Regions from separate parts of the Sus scrofa genome. Here region 1 is linked to region 2. The links are chromatin contacts, called in public Hi-C maps. All regions are on one chromosome and are shown on one strand. Each heading gives the region's core, a stretch centred on a gene start, on an enhancer-like site or on the middle of the called end of the contact. The rest is flanking DNA. Distances are from core to core; before and after follow the strand shown.

Region 1 (2,886 bases), core at 207-2,706, 100 kb after region 2:
GGGAGGCTACACCCCCAGAAGGGGCCCTCACTTCGGGGGGCTGTGGTGCTGGATTGAGCCTTGCCCTCTGTAGCTCCGCTCTGGACCCTGAAGCACTGCTCAGGAGCCTGGCATCACGGCAGGTATTTTCGCAGGTCTGCCCTTCCTGGGCGATCCTGGGGAAGTGGCTCAGACCCTCACACCAGGCCCTTAACCATTCTAGGTCTCAGTCAAGGTTGAGTATCGGTCACTGGGGCTCCCGGGGCTTCGGAAAGAGAGGGCTGCCAGGCCAGGGCGCCTCCCCTGCAGGGCGGGGCTGCACTCCTGCCTCGGAGGGTGGGAAACAAGGACGGACCCCTCCGGACGCAGCCTCCAGGGCCAGGGACCTTGCCGGCAGCGGCACGCAGGCCCCATCTCCTGTACCAGGTTTTCTGCTCTGCGCCTTGCAGGGCTGCTGCCTCGCCCACCCCCACCGCAGACCCACGGTTCCAGCCCCACGCGGTCTGACCAGCCGGTTCAGCAACTGCGCCGCCTTTGGGAACAGATCTCGCTGGCTGTGTTCTTCCAGAAGTTTCCGTCTCCTTGATAGTGCCGTCCTTCACCCTTCATCCTCCGCTCAGACAGCGACTTCCAGCCCGGTCGCAAGTCTCTCTCCATTGAGTCGGGTGCCTCGGGCCTGATTTCTGGGCTTGACAGTTAACATCTTACCCTGAGTAGAAGCTACCGCCAGCGGCTACCTCCCCGGAATGTCCTGCCAACCCTAAATTTAGCAAAGTGCAAACTATAAATATCCCATTATTTCATAAGGCCACACCGTATGGTTTCAGGTTTGGGTTTTTTTTTTTTCCTTCTGAAAAATCTTCCATCAAAGACAGCAGTTTTCACCCGGACTTCGAGGTTATTAAAATCTCAACCCATTTGCTCCCTGCCAGCCGGTGTGCTCGGCACAGGGGCTGACGGGGAGCCATGGTCATGGGCGAGAGGCTCCCAGGCCCCACAGGGATCCCACTGGGTCCCCCACTGACCCCACCCAGGACACGTGCCCCCGCCCTTGGTCCTGAAAGGGAGCCGTTTCTGCTCAGAGGCCCGGGCCCCAGGTCAAGCTCCCTGCTGCATGGCAGTCCCGCAGCGGGGACAGGAGATGGTACCAGCGTGAATCGGGCCACCGTGAGTAACTGGACAGGACTGTCCTCCCGGGCTGCAGGTCTGACATCCTCCGTCAAGTCCAGCCCAGAGAGCCGGCCAGCGGGCGTCAGGGAGGCCGGGGAGAGCAGTGCCGGCAGAGACGGGCCTCCGGAGACCGAACAGAAGGGACTCCCTCAGACCCCTTCCCGCCGCACCACGTGGCCGCCTGCTGTCCCCACGGCTGCATCCCCGCCAGCGCTCCTGCCCCAGGGCCCAGCTGGGGGAGGAAGGGCCTGAGGGCGCTGAGGCCACGGAGGCCGAGGGAGCTGCCCGCCCCCACCCCGGGCTAGGCCGGAAAGTGGAGGAAGGAAATAGCTCCCTCAGCTGGTGCTTAAGGGTAAAAAAGACCTGAGGTTGATTGACGCACCCAGGAAAAGCCACTTAACCCACCCACCACCCCGGGCAGATAAGAAAGCAGGGTCTCTCACCACACACCTGACACACACACACACACACACACACACTCAGGCACTCACCTATACCGCCTCTACGCATCCTGACAGGACACTTTACACACCCACACGCACACTCCACCTACCCCCGCTGCACACAACACAGCACAGATACACACACACACACACAGACACACAGACACGCACAGCCTGAACTGCCCCTGCAACGTCTTTCCCTCCTCGAGGCCCCATTTGAAATCCACTAAAGGGGACATGTGGCACCTGTCAGGTTCCTGGGAGACCCAGCACGCTCTCCTCTTCCCGAGTCCTAACGTCTCAGCACAGCCCCTGGGTCCCACGCCCTCCCGGGCCAGCCCAGTGGGGGAGTCTTGGAAAGAGCAGCGTTGTGGAGGAGGAAGAGGGGTGCTTTTGGTTTTGCTTGTTACTTCCATTTTATTTGCTTGAAAGAAATGGAGCTCCCCTGACCCTAGACCCCTTCCCCAGGTTGCTGGGGGCTTGGCCAGGGTACGGGTTGGGCTCTTTGGGGCCCAGACCGTCATCCAGTGAAAGCTAAACTCTGCAATTTCTGGGAGACTCTCCAGGTGATGTGACTCCTGGCAGCTGTGGCCCGCAAGCCCTCCTCGAAGCCGTACCCAGAGATCAGGAGTATCTTGGAAGGACCTGCAGCACCAGCAGGGTCAGCTCCCTGGGCCAGGTGTTAGTGATGCTGTTTGTTTGTTATTTACTGCCACCTGCTGGCCAGTCATGGATCCTGCGCCCCAAGTGAGCACTTAAAATGATAAACAGATTTCTAAAACCCACACAGGATGAGAACGAGGAGAAAGGAGACTCCGTCGCACTCCGCAATTCTTCGGCGGGGAGCAAGGTCGCCTCCTTTGTAACTCAAGTCACTTGCCCCAGTGACTGGTGACAAACTCAAGTCACCAGCCCCCATCTTGGCCGGCGGGTGCTTCCCAGACACAAGAGGGAATGGTGTCTTCTAAGACTTCTTTAGATCCCAAAGTCTATATCCTAACAACTCCATTGCTTAAGAGCAACATTTAAATCTGTTTGGCAGACAGTGGTGCCAGGAAATAACAATTTTTTAATACTGGCTCTTTTTCCAAGAAAAGTACATTAGGTCTGGGGCGTGTGCCACTCAGGAGGGTGTTCTGGGCTGCGTGTTCCTACGCTCCCTCTCCGTTACTTCCCATCACTCCCCTCTCTGCCTCGTCCACGTCCACGTCCACAGAGCCAAAGGCAAAGACTCAGTGCCCACGCCGCTGACCTGCTGCAGCCGGCAGGCAGCTCCCCAGCAGCAGGCCCCCTG
Region 2 (2,951 bases), core at 212-2,711:
TCCGGCACAGATGCAGCTACACCACCGCCCAGGTGAAAACTTTACTCACAGTCTCTAAATCCTAAAGCTGAATATCACACACACACACACACAAATCCGGAAGATAACACAGTGGGCGTTGGATGATGGGAGCTTACCTGAACTCAATGAATTTCAGCATCACCACGTTGTTTGAAAGGAAAAGAACCAATTAAACTTTGGCATTTAATTTTTCAAAAGAATTAAGTGTTGCTTTTTCGAGAAAACACACATAAACACACTTTCCTTGCCTTCAAGCTGTAGCCGTCCTGGTTTTTATGACAACGTATGAATTTTCTGCTTCTCCTCTTTTCTAGGAGCCTAGTGAACCACCTTAAAAACCGATTTTCAGCTTTGGCTTGGGTTAAATGTAGGGCATCTTTCTCTCACCTAATGAGGTGACCACATTGACTAGGTGTATTTTCTCTTCCCTTCATTGCACGTGGGTGAAAATACATCCCATCTTGGAAAACTTCAAAAAACTCTCTAGTTTCCAGTTCTCATTCCGGAAACAAACGACCCTTAGAGTCGAGAAAACGGCGGCTAAGATAAGTTTAGAGACACGGCTGGTGAGTGACGGGGCTGGGGCTTCCGCCCAAGCGTCAGTCCCCAGTTTCTCTGGGAGGCAGCCTCAGGTCCCCGCCGCTACCTCCGACTAGCAGCCCGAGCCGGCCCCCACCCCTCCACACCCACTCCGTTCCCTCCGAGACCCCCTCTCCGCAGGATGGTGTCCGGGTCTCAGACCCGCGCTGCTCAGCGACTCCTCCAGAAGCTGCCCGACGCCTGGCTTTGCCCCCTGAACTTCGAACCCCGACCAAAAGGCAAGGCGGCAGCTCACGGCGCGCAGCGGCCCCGGGTGCGAACGAATCTGAAATCGGGGCAGAACTCACCTGCCTCGCCTGCGCCGGGCGGGGCCTGGAGAACGTCCTGGGGGCTGCGGCGCGGGGCTCGGGAACGTGGAGGAGCGCTCCACCGGCGGCTGCCATGCCGGCAGAAAGGCGCGTCTGGGTCTCTCGAACCGGCCCCGCCGCTCGGCTCGGCCCCACGTGGGACGCGCGCGAGGACCCCGCGTAGCTGCCCCGCAGGGTCCTGCGCCCGCGCCCCTTCCGGGTCCCGGAAGGTCTGCAAACGCACGGCCCGCGCCGCTCGGGGCTGGGGCCGCAGCGCGTGGGGGGCTGCCCCGCTTGAGCCCCTCGTGGCCTGGCCTGCGGCAGAGGTGCCAAGTCCCACTCGACCCCAGAGTTCATGCTTGTGCAGCTCTTTGAATTCCTCCAGAAGAAAAGGCGTGCCTGGTCTAACCAGCATTCCTTCCTTTGCCACCGGGTTACTCTTTCCCCAGCATTTAGTTGCCCCGGGAGGTCCCTAAAGGGGCCTGGGGCTCGATCACCCGGTGGGGATCCTCGCGGCTGCGTGCCCCTTGCCCACCCGCGGTCCAGCCCGCGGAGGAGGCGCGTTTTTTACAGGCAGCGCCTTGGCCACCTGGCAGGGCTGGGTCGCCTAGCAACGGCGGGGTCCTTCCTGGCTCGGCGGCGCTCCGGGCCTAAGGGGAAGAAAACCGCCGCGGAGGGCGCTGGGGGCCGGCGGCCGCGGTGCAAGAGGCGGCAACCGGACGGCGACGCGGAGTTGGCGCGCCCGGGGTCCGGCTTCAGCCTCTGAGGGGAGATGAATACGGCCGACAAGGCCCGGGTGGGGCCCGCGGCCGACCGGCCTGCGCCGCCGAGGAAGAAGAGGGCGAGGCGGGCGGGAAGGGGCCGGTGGCGGACCCGGCCCCCGGGCCCAGCGCCGCGTTCCGCCTCCTGGTGACTCGGCGGGAGCCGGCCGTGAGGCTGCAGTATGCGGTGAGCGGCCTGGAGCCGCTGGCGTGGTCCGAGGACCACCGCGTGTCGGTGTCCACCGCCCGTAGCATCGCTGTGCTGGAGCTCATCTGCGACGTGCACAACCCGGGCCAGGACCTGGTTATCCACCGCACCTCCGTGCCCGCGCCTCTCAACAGCTGCCTCCTCAAAGTAAGTCATCCCCGGGCCCCAGCCCTGGGATCTCCTCCTACTCCCCTCCCGCGGCCGCGTCACCGGTCCCTGGGGAATCCCGACCCACGCCTAGTCCCGGGATTCCCCTCCTTGCACCCAGCGCTTGGGGATAAGCCGCTAGGGTCATCGTAGCTTAAAACAACAAACAACAAATCTAGCCTTTTGTGCTCCGTTTCCCGGATCTCACACTTCCTCCTGACACAAATACACGTGTATTTCGGGAGCTCCCTCTCGGAGCCAGCTTCTTCCCTCACCCCTGCGTCGGGCCGGCTGCTAGTGTAGATTTTCTTTCCTTGGTCTTTTCTGAGGCTCCACCCCCTGTTGACCCAACCCCAGACCTGCCTCGACCGTCGCTCCTATTGTCTGGGGCTTGCTCCCCGAGGACCTCGGCTGGCTTTGTTTACTGTGATGTGCCCTCTCCCTGCGCCTCTTTGGCTTTGGAGGAGAAAAATTGGCTTGCTCCATCGTCTTACCTGTTTCAGTGACTTTATTATGAAATGGTCCTTGTTTCTCATCTTGGGCAGATGGATAAATAAATATGGATGTAGGGGTTAGTACTCCAGTTTTTCTTCAATAATTGAAATTTTTTCGGATGTGGCATGAAAAAATAAGGCCTCTGGAAATTCTTAAACTTCAGTGCAGTTTTAAACTTCAAGCCCAAGATCTCCGTGTAGATTTAGTGCTTTTGGCTTCATATTAACAAAGTTTGCCTTCAGAACTTCAGGGCTCCTGAAGTTTTATTGTTTTATCATCACCATTTTCAATTTTTTTTTTTTTTTTTTTTTTTTTTTTTTGTCTTTTTAGGACCGCATCCTGGGCATATGGAGGTTCCCAGGCTAGGGGTCGAATCAGAGCTGTAGCCACTGACTTACACCACAGCCTCCTCAGATCTTTGCTGCATCTTCA

What was found. A called contact is a pair of places that touch in the nucleus more often than the background predicts.
Region 1: a Hi-C map of skeletal muscle shows a contact between it and region 2, with 2.3 times the contacts expected there. The contact joins the enhancer-like site here to the promoter of DDX31 in region 2. A contact is called at or near these places in 2 of 5 promoter capture datasets (fetal skeletal muscle and liver), 3 of 47 Hi-C or Micro-C datasets (fetal skeletal muscle, liver and skeletal muscle) and 1 of 2 datasets of contacts at active chromatin or transcription factors (skeletal muscle).

What each region holds. Positions count from the first base shown.
Region 1 is chr1:272,555,970-272,558,855 of Sscrofa11.1, forward strand. All of the region lies in intron 10 of AK8 (adenylate kinase 8), which reads right to left. Among named protein-coding and RNA genes, the nearest start is that of AK8, 68 kb to the right of the region's middle. Within about 2 kb of position 1,457, at least 5 of the 83 cell types and tissues checked have an H3K27ac peak or open chromatin away from gene starts, as enhancers often do. A contact at or near this core is called in skeletal muscle, where this site is marked.
Region 2 is chr1:272,452,934-272,455,884 of Sscrofa11.1, forward strand. It overlaps DDX31 (probable ATP-dependent RNA helicase DDX31), which reads right to left and starts at 1,462. Exons shown (of 20, transcript XM_003122262.5): 1 at 909-1,462. The coding sequence starts at 1,265. GTF3C4 (general transcription factor 3C polypeptide 4) reads left to right here and starts at 1,555. Exons shown (of 6, transcript XM_001929441.4): 1 at 1,555-1,735; 2 at 1,738-2,024. The coding sequence starts at 1,681.